Regions from separate parts of the Xenopus laevis genome. Here region 2 is linked to region 1. Evidence: chromatin contacts called from public Hi-C data. All regions are on one chromosome and are shown on one strand. The core of a region is the stretch at or near the end of the contact, and the rest is flanking DNA. Distances in the headings are between cores, read along the strand shown. Region 1 holds the start of dmrta2.S (DMRT like family A2 S homeolog). Region 2 overlaps faf1.S (Fas (TNFRSF6) associated factor 1 S homeolog).

Region 1 (6,790 bases), core at 1,832-4,331:
TAAGGTCACTGAAGGCATAGTCCATAGGTGGGCGAAAGCCAAGGGTAGGCATGAATCCAGCTGTTGAGTAAGGGGCCATAAAAGCAAGTCCTCTACTGTGAGCAGAATAGGCCAACCTCAACGGGTTCAACCCAATGTGCCCACCTAGCTGGTATGTGTTTGCTTCAGTGCCAAAGTGTGCGGCATTGGGCTGTAAAGGGGAGAATGCAGACCTGCTCCCTATTGTGCCAATAGCAGGAGTAAGGGCCCCAGCAATAAGGGGTCTGTGTGTGGAGGACACAGAAGGCTGAATACTCTGGAGGGCTCCATCTTTTGACCAGGTCCCTTCACCCTTATCCTGACTCCTGTTGTTCAGTATCTGTTCAATTGCTTGAACCACATCCCCCCCACAACCCTGCAGCACCAGTTCCAGGACGCTCCTCTTCTGAGCGGGGAAGACCCGGGTCAGGATGTTTATGGGGGTCCTCTGCCTGGCTAAGGAGGAAGAACTGGGATCCTGCTCATCTTTTTCAGCATCAGATCCAGATTCTGAGCTCAGGGGGCTGATTAAGCTTGGGCTCTCCTCTCCTTCCTTGAGCTCCTTAGAGATTGGGGAACTGAGCAAGGACTCACCATCCCCATTTTCTGAGCCAGAACCAGGTTGTGCCTCAGGGGATGAGGCACCTGGTGCACTGCCTGACACCGGTTCACTGTCTGGAGACCCCGGTTTCCCCCCAGAAGGCAGCTGAGGAGTCATAGATCTGGGGATGAGGCTCTTTGGGAATAGGTCAAACTTTTGAATCTTTGAATCTGCAAGAGAATGACAAGGAGAGGTCAGTGACAGACAATATAGGGTTCAATACCTACAGCTGGGGACAGAATGGAGTTAAAATGCACCTAATGAATAATTAGAATTGACTAATAGCAAAATACCTTGCAGGTCTCCAGCTACTGTTGAACTACAATTCCCATTATCCACCATAACATTTAGCTTTTAGGAATGCTGGTGGTTGTAGTTATATAACAGCGGGAGGCTGCAAGTTGGACAAATCTAATACAAAGTGTTACTGACACCATCACCTTCCTTACTGTACAGACGGAGGACTGCAATTCCTTTCCAAAAAGTCAAGAAGTATTTGGGGCATAGTGTTGCTTTTTCATTCCCACATTTGGTAACATTTTGTAACCACTGCTCTACTGATTCTCCACTGCACCAGTCGCATCTACACCTGTCGCCCTTACACAAGCTCTCCATTGGGGTCATCTGTATAATAATGAGGGATGGACACACTCTCAACTCCAGGCCGGAATTGAGCAACGAAAATGCTGATATTTTCAAGATCGGACGTGTCAAACGTGTCACTAAAAGATCTGATACAATTATTTTATCTATATATATATATTATCAGTACAGGAATTCGAATATAAAAATTCTACAAATAACCATATCAAGATGACTTCGCTGTATTAGTTGTGTTTGATTTATTCATTATGTGCCATATCTGCTTAATTGTTTGATAAGACGGCGATTTCTCCGCGCGACACAATCGGGCACTCGGCAGTATAGCAGCTGCGGCAGCGACACCGGAAACTCAGCGACTTTATTGATTAGAAATGTAACAGAATAAAAGCGCTGTCTGTGCGACTGTACGTTGTTGTAGTTTGGGACAGTAGAGCTGTCTGACAATACAAAGCGATTACGAAATGACTGAAATTTGGAATCGCCAAAAATCGCTACAATGTTCAAGCGATCGAGTTGCTACTGAAATAAAATCGCATGTACTGGAGTTGTACTCATCTGTCGCTTGCCTGCAATCAGAGGGAAAGCGATGCTCTCAGGTATAGCTCAGGTATTCCTAATAAGCATAATATTCATCATTGAGTACAATAATGATTAATAAGTTAATAGTAAGCATAACGTTAATAATAAATAATAAAATAATATATCTACCCACCGATCCATCCAATTTGTCTAATGAAATCTTTTTAAGAAGTGAAAGATTGCAAGCTTTGGTGGCCAGGGGCCTTTTTTATCTCCTGTTTCAGTAAAGCTTGTTTATGTTTGATAATACACAATGTTAGCGCTTCAGAATATTTGTTAATAAAAAATAATTACCTGTTCCTCCCTCGCCACACAGCGATCCGAAGACCTCGTAGGCTGGCCGGGGTGGGAGGATGCCATTGGCTGCCGCCAGAGCTAGTCCTTCGGCAGTTCCATAGAGCAGCTGCAGCTCCCGGGCCTCGTTTTCCTCCTGGGCTTGCTGCCTGCGGAGCGCAACTTGCGCGGCCATCACCCGCTGGCGCTCCGCGATCAGAGTGCATTTTGCGCACATACAGTCTTTCCAGCGGCAGTAGCGCTTGTGGCCCTTGAGTGCGGACACTACCCCGTGATTCCTGCATCGGGCACACTTGGGGGTGCGGGGATACTTCTCTGCGGCGCGGAGCAGCAACTGGGGGCCACGCAGGAGAGTACCTGCCACGGTGATTGGAAGTGATGGAGCAGAAGTGGGGGTATGAGGAACCTGGGAACTTGGGGGACCATTCAGCTCCATTGTAGAGTTGATCCACTACACCCTGTGCCCCTATAATCCCTTGAATAAATAGCAGGTAAATGTACTGACCCGTCTGTATATCCCAGTGCCCCGATTTATAGTAAGGCACACAAGCTCCACTGACTCTGCACTGACTCTGCGCTACACACGCCGCGCTAAAGTTACAGTTAGTATTAACCCTACACTCACTACTGTGAGCTGCTTTATCCACACAGTCCCATAGACTACCCTTGTGCCACATAAACCTGCGCCCCTCAGTCTGGCGCCAACGATTATTCCATTAGAGTCAGTATCTTTTTTTTAATGCCAGTCCGAGGTTAGATCCAGAACTCACATCACTGAGCAGTGAGCACCCTCCAACCCACGATTCGCCCACACCTGAGGTCTTCTCTAGCACGCTCCTACCCAGAAGCTGCTCCCCTGCACTCCCCGCACTCTCTGAGAGGCCCGACTCCCCTGCACACGTGACAGATCTCAGGCTGCAGGTCCGGCCGCTGTGAAAGTGAAAGGAGACACAGGACAGTCCGGCTCCAACCTCCACGTTACACTCAGTCTCAGCGCAGCTCCTGTGTCTCCACTCGCTGCTCTGTGCCTACTCATTACACACACTTGCACAACAATGTACATCTTGCCATTGGCTACTCAGCGCATTGGCCACTTCCCATTGGCTAATCCCTTCCTGGACTGTGTCAAACACTTGCCTTTCTCAAATAACATTGTATGGAGGGGCCCGGGGCGGATCCCACTGCTAAACAGGCAAGTACTCATTCCTATATCCAGCTCATCCCATGCTTTGTGCATAAATATATACATGCACATACATACATTACATATATATACATGCACATACATACATTACATATATATACATATAGATATAGATAGCACAGATAGTTGCAGAAGAAATACATTTATTGATGCTGCTACAGAATTACTTTGCATTATACATCAACAAATTCCTGCAACGGTTTTCTCTATTATTAGTGTTATATTATTACATACATAATTACATATGTACAAAGGAAAGTGTGAGCTTTCATCACGCCATCCGCTTGCTTTGGGCAAATCGTTGCACAGATAATTGCATTGTAAGACACAAAAACTTTGATTGGAACTATACAGAATGGAGTCAGAGGGATGGGAAATGGTATGTGTCATGTTCGTCTCATCTATCTATCTATCTATCTATCTATCTATCTATCTATCTATCCATCATCTATAATCTCTCTCTCTCTCTCTCTCTCTCTCTCTCTCTCTCTCTCTCTCTCTCTCTATCTATCATTTCTCTCTCTCTCTCTCTCTCTCTCTCTCTCTCTCTCTCTCTCTCTCTCCATCATCTCTCTCGATCGATCTATCTATCTATCTATCTATCTATCTCTATCGATCGATCTATCTATCTATCTATCTATCTATCTCTATCGATCGATCGATCTATCGATCGATCGATCGATCTATCTATCTATCTATCTATCTATCTATCTATCTATCTATCTATCTATCTATCTATCTATCCATCATCTATAATCTCTCTCTCTCTCTCTCTCTCTCTCTCTCTCTCTCTCTCTCTCTCTCTATCTATCATTTCTCTCTCTCTCTCTCTCTCTCTCTCTCTCTCTCTCTCTCTCTCTCCATCATCTCTCTCGATCGATCGATCTATCTATCTATCTATCTATCTATCTATCTATCTATCTATCTATCTATCTATCTATCTATCTTATGTATTACTTGAGTTTTAGGGATATGGGGGAGTGCTAAAATTTGCTACCAGTGTGCAAAACGTTTGTTTGATATGTTTGCAATAAAAACGAAATCGCTTCTATTTTTACTCACACTAGTTATTTCCATCAAATTAAATATACACATCTAATCAGTATGGCATTGTGTCACAAAAAATGGTTCTTCAATGTAAACCGATTGCAAATATGCAAAAGGGAGCCAGCCCACCAAATATATTTTAAATACACTGCAATTCTGAAACCGCGTGGTCTTAAAGCTTAATTTCTGGAGAAAGTAAAACACATTTAACACAAGAACGTAATAATGCAGCACAACAGCCAGTCCCAGGTCTGATAAGGACCCACAGCACTCCCACAAATGCACTCTTTTTAGCCAATGTTTCCCAACCTTGCATTTTCCAGCCGGCTATAAGAGAGAACAGCCCCATTATAAGACGCAGGAACAACTTTGGAGACATGGGCTCTAACCAGATCTATACATGTATATATTTGCCTTGTATGTCCTGATACGTATTTTGTGTATTAGATACATCATTTATATATTGCCTAAGCAGCACATTTACAGCAGTCATTTCATCATGATGTAACAAATACTATTGGCATTTGACTCAGAGGAACAATGCGTTGTTTACCATAAAATGTATACATCGTCTATAATATGAATTTGTAGCAATCGTGTTTGTCCCACTGATCTCCTGAAGTGTCTGTGCGATGCACCTGTTTGTTTCTCTGTGCGATTCTGTCTGCGACGCTTCCCTCTGCGACACTGGCAACTCTTTGGCTTTTACACAGCTGGAATATTCCTTTAAGGCGATTGCTGTGATGTTTTGTCATTTAAAATATACATTTTTGTTTTTTTAATGTGGTTTTATCGCCCATTGAAGCTTTTAATTTGCAGACAGATATATAGAATAGTATCCAAATAACATAATTTTATGGACTTGTGATTCTTGTTAGAAACTGCCGATTTAGCGCAGATTTAGATATAAGATTTGTTCGTTTTCCCCATCACTTTTTCTTTTGTCTTGGAGCACAAGACAACGAAATAACCCGGGACTAACGGAATAATATCGCTGGCACCGCGTCTTTCATTGATTAAATAAGCAACTAAAATTGTTCAATTGTTAAAAACAGAAAACAAACGCCCTTTTTAATCGTTGTTGTTAGTACGAATCATTTCGAAACTGTAGAATAAAAAACAAATACTTTGCGGTTATATAAAATATGTTGTCGTTTTTCCCTAATCCTCGTTGACAGTGTATGTAAATTGATGCTTTCGTTAAAATCAATCATTTATTTTCAAAGCAGAATGGTTATTTTAATTGTTGCAACTTGAATTGGTATCACCACCATAAATGTATCTTTATGACTTCTGATTGCGAATGTTTGTTCTGCTGGGTTTACTGCGAAAATTATGTTTTTAAGCGGAATAAATGTAAGATTGTTCGTGTAGTTGCTGCACGGCCACCTAATTCTTTAGCAAATATATCGATTTTTTTTTTTTGGTCTTCGATTTAGTTTCCAGTTCCTGCAGAAATGTGAGCTCTGGACTTAATTAAATCTTCTTCTAGTGAAGTCAATTAAGTTTAGTTTGTTGTCAGAAGCAGCTAAATGCAGGAATCCAGAGCAGAGGGAATCTTTTTAGTGCCTAAAGTATATAATACACAAAAGCTATGAATATTTTGTAAATGATATCCTTATAAACGTTGAGTTCTGATGTAATTTCTGTCACATGACTCTGAAACTTGTGTATTATAATAAATAAAGTACCCCCAGTTGCAAAATATCAGGATATCACTATATCTATATCTATATATATATATATTTCTATATATATATATATATAGATATAGATATAGATATAGATATAGATATAGATAGATATAGATATATATATATATATATAGTGACTAAAGTAACCCCCTCTTGTAAATTATAAGGATATTACAAGTTACCGAGGAGTTTCATGACCATATAAAAACATGAGGCTGAAGGTCATGGAACTCCAAGGTAACTTCTATTATCCTCATATTTTGCAACAGGGGGTACTTTATTTATTATAATACACAAGTTTCAGTGAGTCATGTGACAGAAATGACATCAGAACTCACCGTTTATAAGAATATAATTTACAGGATATTCATGGCTTTTGTTTATTATATATATATATATATATATATATATATATATATATATATATATATATATATATATATATATATATGTTTCCCTTGCACCCTGTATATAGCTGCTGCCAGACTGGCAATCTGTGGGTTCTGGCAAATGCCAGAGGGGCTGCTGTACGGCTCCATAGAAAGTTTCCATATAGTGGGCTGGTAGTGGTCTGTTTGGGCTGGTAGGAGGCTGTTTGGGCCTCTGTGTACTTCGAATGACAGGGCCTATATAATTGACTCCCAGTCCAGGCCTGGCTGCTGCTAACGGCAGGCTGCCTCTCTATTTACTCACTAGAGCTGGAATCTTCCCATCTGTTCCTTCATACGCCTTCACCACTTTTAATTAGCA
Region 2 (6,790 bases), core at 1,738-4,237, 120 kb after region 1:
TGTAGTCTGTTATAAAAAGAAAATGCTATAAAACATTACTAAGTCACACAAAAAAATTTCAAACTAACATGGTCCAGTCCAAATTTGGTACATCAATGATATTTCACAGTGTAAACTTTGTTTTATACCCTTTATTTTATATAATGTATGTGGCACAGAAATATTACACTGTGCTTTACAGAGTCAGTTACACTTTTAATTTATGACCTATTGATCATTTCAGAGCTTTGCATAATTATTCGCCCTTATGCATAATTTCTGCTTACACTTAATTCAGTGGTTAGAGTATGGAGTGCAAGTTTGCACTCCATGCTTGCTACATAAGAAACATAGTAGAAGTTTAAAGAGTGATTAAAATAATTTAATGACTGGATGACCTAAGTTACTATAAAAGGTTAGGGTTATTCCACTAAGAATACAAAGACCATATCAATATATTTGTCAAGTGACATTTTTCCTTTAAACAGTGCATAATGTGTGATAAGATGACATTCACTGAGACAGGGGGCAAATAGGTTTAAACCTCAGAACATAAGGGTCGAAGTGAATTCGAAGTGAATTTTCGAATTCAAAAACTTCCAATTTCTAAGTAATTTTTGGGTACTTCGACAATCGAATAGGCCAAAATTCAATTTGAATTAAAAAAACTTAGAATATTCGACCATTCGAAAATCAAAGTACTGTCTCTTTAAAAAAACTTCGAATTCGCCACTTCGCCACCTTAAATCTGCCAAATTGCTATGTTAGCCTATGGGGACCTCCTACAACCTATAGGCAGTATTTGGCTAAGTTTTTAGAAGTCGAAGTTTTTGTTTTTGAAAATCGTTCGATCGATCAATTAAATCGTAACCGATTTGAATTTGATCGAAAACAGCTAAAAAAAAAAAAAAAATTACATTTTTCAATTCAATGGTCGAATTTCTGAGTTTTATCACTTAGAAATTCGACCCTTAGTACATGTGCCCCAAAGGGTTTCTTTACTTTAAGGACAATCAAGTTATGATATTCTCTACCATTTCATAGTCCGGATGACTTTCTAGCAGAAAAAGCACATAAAAAAAACTGTAGTAACCATTGCACGGTGATCTCACTGGCAACTGGCCTCTGAATTTGGTATGCCTTTCCATGCGCTCCTTTGCATTGTTTAAGAAAAGCTCTTTCCATTTTTCAACCATAGCTACTAGATATCAAAGCTGCTAAAGTCTTTAGTACTGAAAATGTTTTTATTCCATATTAAATAACTGTACCCACAGCACAGAGAAGAGAATATGTTATATGCTGTTGTACCCCCCAGCTGCTGAAAGACATGTGCAAAAGCTGCAGAAAGACATTGTGGGGCCTATTTATGATACAGCAAATTTTTCTTATTGATTGAGAAAAGAATCAGAATTTTTAGAGGGAAAAAAAATTGAATGTTTCGAGATTTATTATGCTCCAAAGTTGTTAAAAATCTAATCTGAAAATACTCCAGCTAAAACCTGTCGAAGTCATGTAAAAGTCAATGCCAGGCAATCCCTTTAACAATTGGAACATGTTATTTACCTTTATGACTGTCGAAGGTATTGGGTTGTTTGACACTGGTATTCGTTTGATAATCTGATTTTCAGGTGACAGTTCTAAAATGTCACACCATTTTGTCGAGATCTTTTGCGCACAGACCACTTTCGATCCGAATTGTTAGTAAATTAAGCCAGATCGTGGCTGGGAGTTTGGTCAAATTTTTATTATTAAAATAATGGGAGAATTTGAGTTTTAATAAATAGCCCACTTAATGGTGCTAAACAAAACAATCACAAAGGCTTTTAAGGATAATCCTAAAACCAAAAGGGGGTTAAGCATGTCTAAGATCCCTGCAGTTAGCCATTAATGTTTATGTTGTAGAATTATACACAGAATCGGATTGTGATTTGGCAAAACTGAGAAAAGCAGTCATATGCTATATTGTGATAGATCCAAGATACCAAGAGTATTTGTAATATAATTCAATCTTTGTTAATGGGGTATATTAGATAATTAACCTAAAACCTAGAAACATTACAAGGCACTGTAGGGCAGATGATTAACAGGTCAATAGACAAACTATTCTTACATGCTTCATATTGAAACAAAATAAAAAAACAATTATTTTAAAAATTACCCTATTACGATTTTCAACCACCGATGCTGTCTATAAATGAAATCAGCATAAGTCCAGCTGCATTACCACTGTATTTCTATTACAAGAAAATATAAATGGCATTTGGTAAAGTGGAGTATAAAACTTTTTTATATATGGCAATCAAATTTTCATTTATACTGGATCTGTCACTACTAATCTACAGGCCCGGATTTGTGGAAAGGCCACCTAGGCCTGGGCCTAGGGGGGCAGGATTTTAGGGGGGCGGTATGTTGCCCAACCGCACCCACATTGGTTCAAAAACACTGGGGATGTGCTGGAGATACAATCATTTTTTAAATTTCCCATGCGCCAATCCTCATTGATGATGAAAATTTGCACAAATAAAGGGGGGGGAACAGGGGTGACGAATGGCAGTGGGCCTAGGGGTGCCCACTATGTAAATCCGGCCCTGCTAATCTATCCCCATTAAACGGTTTATTAGTTGTCTACTACTCGTTTCACCCTGGGTAGGAAATCCTCCATTTAGGACAAAGGATGCCAGCCATGTTTAAAGAGCCCGTTAAATCTCTTTCTTAGTTCGTTTCCAATTATCCATAAGCTTTTAAGGGATGTCCAGTTAAACAAAGAATGCAGATCTGGAACTTTAAGAAACCGTTACAGAACATGGACTTTTGGTTCTTGCCTCGCTCACTGTACAAACCTCTTCATTATTTCAAGGCCTCCGTTTAATCTATCATTAAGATCTGGTGACCCAGAACTAAATATAAAGCAGATCCTTCCTTCCTCCCATGCCCAGTTTCACATGCTTCTCTTGCTGGTGATGCCCTGAAGCATTAGCAGCTCAATGGGGTTCCTCTAATCTCAGCACTGCTCTGTGTATGTGCACTGAGAGCAAGAAATTCAGGTTTTACATCTTTAACTAGAGATCCTCTTGTCCCTTAAGGGAGACAAAGAGAAGGAAAGCAGGGGAAATGGGTATATGAATATAGCAGACATTCAGAAATGTCTGCTTGTTAATAGACTGCATGCATTGCTATGTGGCAGCCCTTGTGTCAGTGCATTTCCGGTCAGCTGGAGGTAGGGCATACAATGCTTCAGTATATACAAACTACACTTTTTGTTTAAAGTAAAATGTAGGATTACAGAGAAAAAGCAAAACAGCTGACTATAATCCTTAGTACAATTATGCCCTTATTTTTCAGTTATATTAATTAAAGTTTTATATTCAAACCAACGTTCGAATAATTCTTTTCTTTACATAAATTCACTTTGTGCTATTTAAACTGAAAGAGTAAAAAAAGGGTATCATTGTGAGGCTTCAATCAATATCAATGAGTTTATATATTCATATATAACTTGGGGTGTTATACAAACACACAAGTAAGACTTTTGCCAATGTTTAACTAAAGGAACACCATCAAATTATTTAATATTATACTTAATTTTTTACTTCCTATATATTTGGACATAATACATCTTTTACCCTTGTCATTGAGGGGCTTACACTTTAAGATCGCACAACCAATTAGTAGGTAGCCTTTGCTCGTCATTTGATCCAAAGCAAATAGTTTATTGGATGTTGTGAGTTACTAAACCATGGCAAACTGTGATCTTCTCATCACAAATGGGGGGCATATTTGTATTTGCATCTGAAATCAATGTGAAATCAATGTGAAATCAATGTTTAGTAAATCTATTAAATAGTTCAGTTACAAAAATTGTTTAAATTCTAAAAAAAAGTTATAATTATTGTAAGAACTAATGGTTACATTTCCTTTTGTATACAGTTGTTTTGTCTTGTTTTAGTGCAGAGTGTGTATCACAGTGCAAGTTGGTGAAGGCAGTTTCCACTCAAACTGTTTCTTGCTTAATAAAAGAATATGTAAAAACTTTCCAATAATCATAAATCAAAGATCTTAAATAATTTGAAGTTATTTGTGAATGAAATTTGCTAGCCTATGATTTTAATGGGGTCTATTACTAGAGATGCACTGAATCCACTATTTTGGATTCGGCCGAACCCCCGAATCCTTCACGAAAGATTCAGCTGAATACCGAACCCTAATTTGCATATGCTAATTATGGGTGGGAATGGGAAAACATTTTTTACTTCCTTGTTTTGTGACAAAAAGCCACATGATTTCCCTCCCTGTCCTAATTTGCATATGCAAATAAGGGTACGGATTCGGTTCGGGTGGGCAGAAGGATTCGGCCGAATCCTGCTGAAAAAGGCCGAATCCCAAATCGAATCCTGGATTTGGTGCATCCCTATCTATTATCTGTTTGCATAATGAGAGAAACTGTAATTTTCCAATAAATATTCATTAAACCTGTTCAGTGGTTTTAAATCATTTGTAAATGCAAACTACAAAGAATGTAGTAGAAGGTAGTTTACCTCCAGGTCTGTAAATCTTCTAGTTTCTGTTATATTGTTACAGGAGACAGAAATAAAAGCATACAGAATATAAACAGTGATACAGACTGTACGACATTTACAAATACATTTAGAACACAGAAATATTTGCAGTGCCTTCAGTGGTATCCCAGTACAGACATGAAATCCAGAATGCTTGGGGTTTGGAATTTTTTTATATTTTATTTTTATAGTCAGACTTTTAAAGGTGAAGATGTAATTTTTTTCAAGACAAATAATTATTAAAGTTTCTCCTGCCGAGAACATGTAATAGGCAATGGCAGATGTCCCGTTAACAATTGGAATATTTTATGAGTTGTGCTGGGTTTCTGAAAAAATTGTAGCTTTCGGGTGATTTTACAAAAAAAAAAAAAAAAAAATTTGCAGGATTTGGGTGTAAAGTCTGACAGAATAGTAAGATTCTGATTTTTATACCTGTGACTTTTTCCGCACAAGAAGAATTTGTGAAAATGTATTGATAAATAGGGGGGGAAAATCTGTTCCGATTTGGTCGGAGTCGATTTCAGAAAATAGTGAGAACTTTTCGGATTTTGATTTATAACCCCCTTAATGTAAAGCACAATAGTTTAGGCTACTAAAAACATCTGAAAATTAAAAATCCTAAGAGGATTGATTTATTATCAACAAGAATCGATGCTAGCTTTAGTTAACATCAGGTACAAAGTACAGTTGTGATTTTAAAAAAAAAGCTAATAATTGAAAAAATTAAGTTTGTTTTAATAGAACATTATGGCAAATATTTCAAAGTATTTCCATAGTCAAGGCATTAATGAACAATGAGGTTCCCATACTTACAATTGTCTCTTTGAATTCTGTTAACCCTTTTCCTTTAACAACACAAAGTGCCCATAAGAAAATGGAATATTAAACTTTTTGCTACAGTTTGACTTTTTTTTATATGACAGGCGTATTTAAAGTGCATGCCAGTGTAACTTTATACAGACAAATCTAGATTAAAATCCATGTGTATCATGGAGAGAAATTATGTTTTCATAGATGTACAATGGTGTATGTAAAACAAAGAAATGTAGTTACATAGAAAACAGAACCTGATGAAATTGTTTCGGATGAGGTTTTAAAGGTTTGAAGCTGAGAACCAAGCAGCACTCATTCGAGCTAGAAATTGGCCATAAAGAATTTGGCTGGAATAAGGGCTGGATGGTTTGAAGAACAATGGAGACTGGTGCCACTGTTTTCTTTAGCATTAAAGTGAAGGGACAAGTTGGTGAAATGCAAATGACTATGCAAATGATATGCCTTTCTAAATAAAAATCAACACAAGAGATTTTCATCCTCACACTGCTAAGCAAACTGATCAGTGATCTGGCCCACTATAGTCACGCTGCTTTAGGGAGCTGACCCTGATCATGGATGTCTCTTTTAGCAATATAAGCTTTACTTAAGCTATCAAGGCCCTATAGGGAACAGCTGACTAGTTAAAGCACATTTCATCCTAGTGGCTTTTAATCCTGAGCCTGGTACAAGAAGCATGGAAGAGTAAGTGGCAAGACTAAACAATAGTGGCTTTACTGAGAACAGATGCTTTTTTCCCTTGCAGCTGTAAAAACTCACAAAAATCCGGGAGCAACGTGTCTGGTCACGGAACATGCACAAATCCCAGCATATGATTTCCCACTCACAATAAATGTTTGCAACGAAGACTCATATGTTTCTCTTAAACAATTACAAGGATTTCTACCCTGGGACTGTGGAAACATGTATTTCTAGAGAAGGCAGCAGCACTTGGCAACATGCTCAGCATTAGAGCAATATCAGAGCTTTTAAGCACCTCCTGGTAATATGTAACATCTTCAGAGCAAGAGGATCTCTATCTGGAAGTACTGGAACTCATTGACGGGAGATAAATGAATCACGCGCAGGACATTAATACATAAACTATAAGGTTTTTACCAGTGTAAACCAAAAATGAGTGACAAATGTAAATCACATAACCATGAAAGAAAATGCCTTTACAGAAGCTTTTAAATAAAAGGAATCCTATTTTTAACTAGAAGTAATAGAAAGCTGCAGTCCTGGTTTGGGTGCTTTTTGAAGTTTGTCCATGATCTGCAACAGATGACCCAGTTATCTAACACTGGGCTCACTATTGTACTTTAATATGCCTTGGTAATCTCCTGTTTTTACCATGTCATATGATGAAATAAGGCCACCAATCCAGGGGCAGCAAAGCATGGAGAACCTCCTCCATGTTTAACTGTAGGGATAATTTTCTTTTT

Evidence for each region. Hi-C and Micro-C count contacts between places; a contact is called where the count stands out from the background.
Region 2: a contact with region 1 is called in a Hi-C map of animal cap, with 7 times the contacts expected there. The contact joins the enhancer-like site here to the promoter of dmrta2.S in region 1. A contact is called at or near these places in 3 of 4 Hi-C or Micro-C datasets (the XL177 cell line, the XTC cell line and animal cap).

The regions. Positions count from the first base shown.
Region 1 is chr4S:75,903,584-75,910,373 of Xenopus_laevis_v10.1, forward strand. It overlaps dmrta2.S (DMRT like family A2 S homeolog), which reads right to left and starts at 3,082. Exons shown (of 2, transcript NM_001095679.1): 1 at 2,096-3,082; 2 at 1-789. The coding sequence starts at 2,531.
Region 2 is chr4S:76,018,789-76,025,578 of Xenopus_laevis_v10.1, forward strand. All of the region lies in intron 7 of faf1.S (Fas (TNFRSF6) associated factor 1 S homeolog), which reads right to left. Among protein-coding and RNA genes, the nearest start is that of faf1.S, 51 kb to the right of the region's middle. Within about 2 kb of position 2,988, at least 2 of the 7 cell types and tissues checked have an H3K27ac peak or open chromatin away from gene starts, as enhancers often do. A contact at or near this core is called in animal cap, where this site is marked.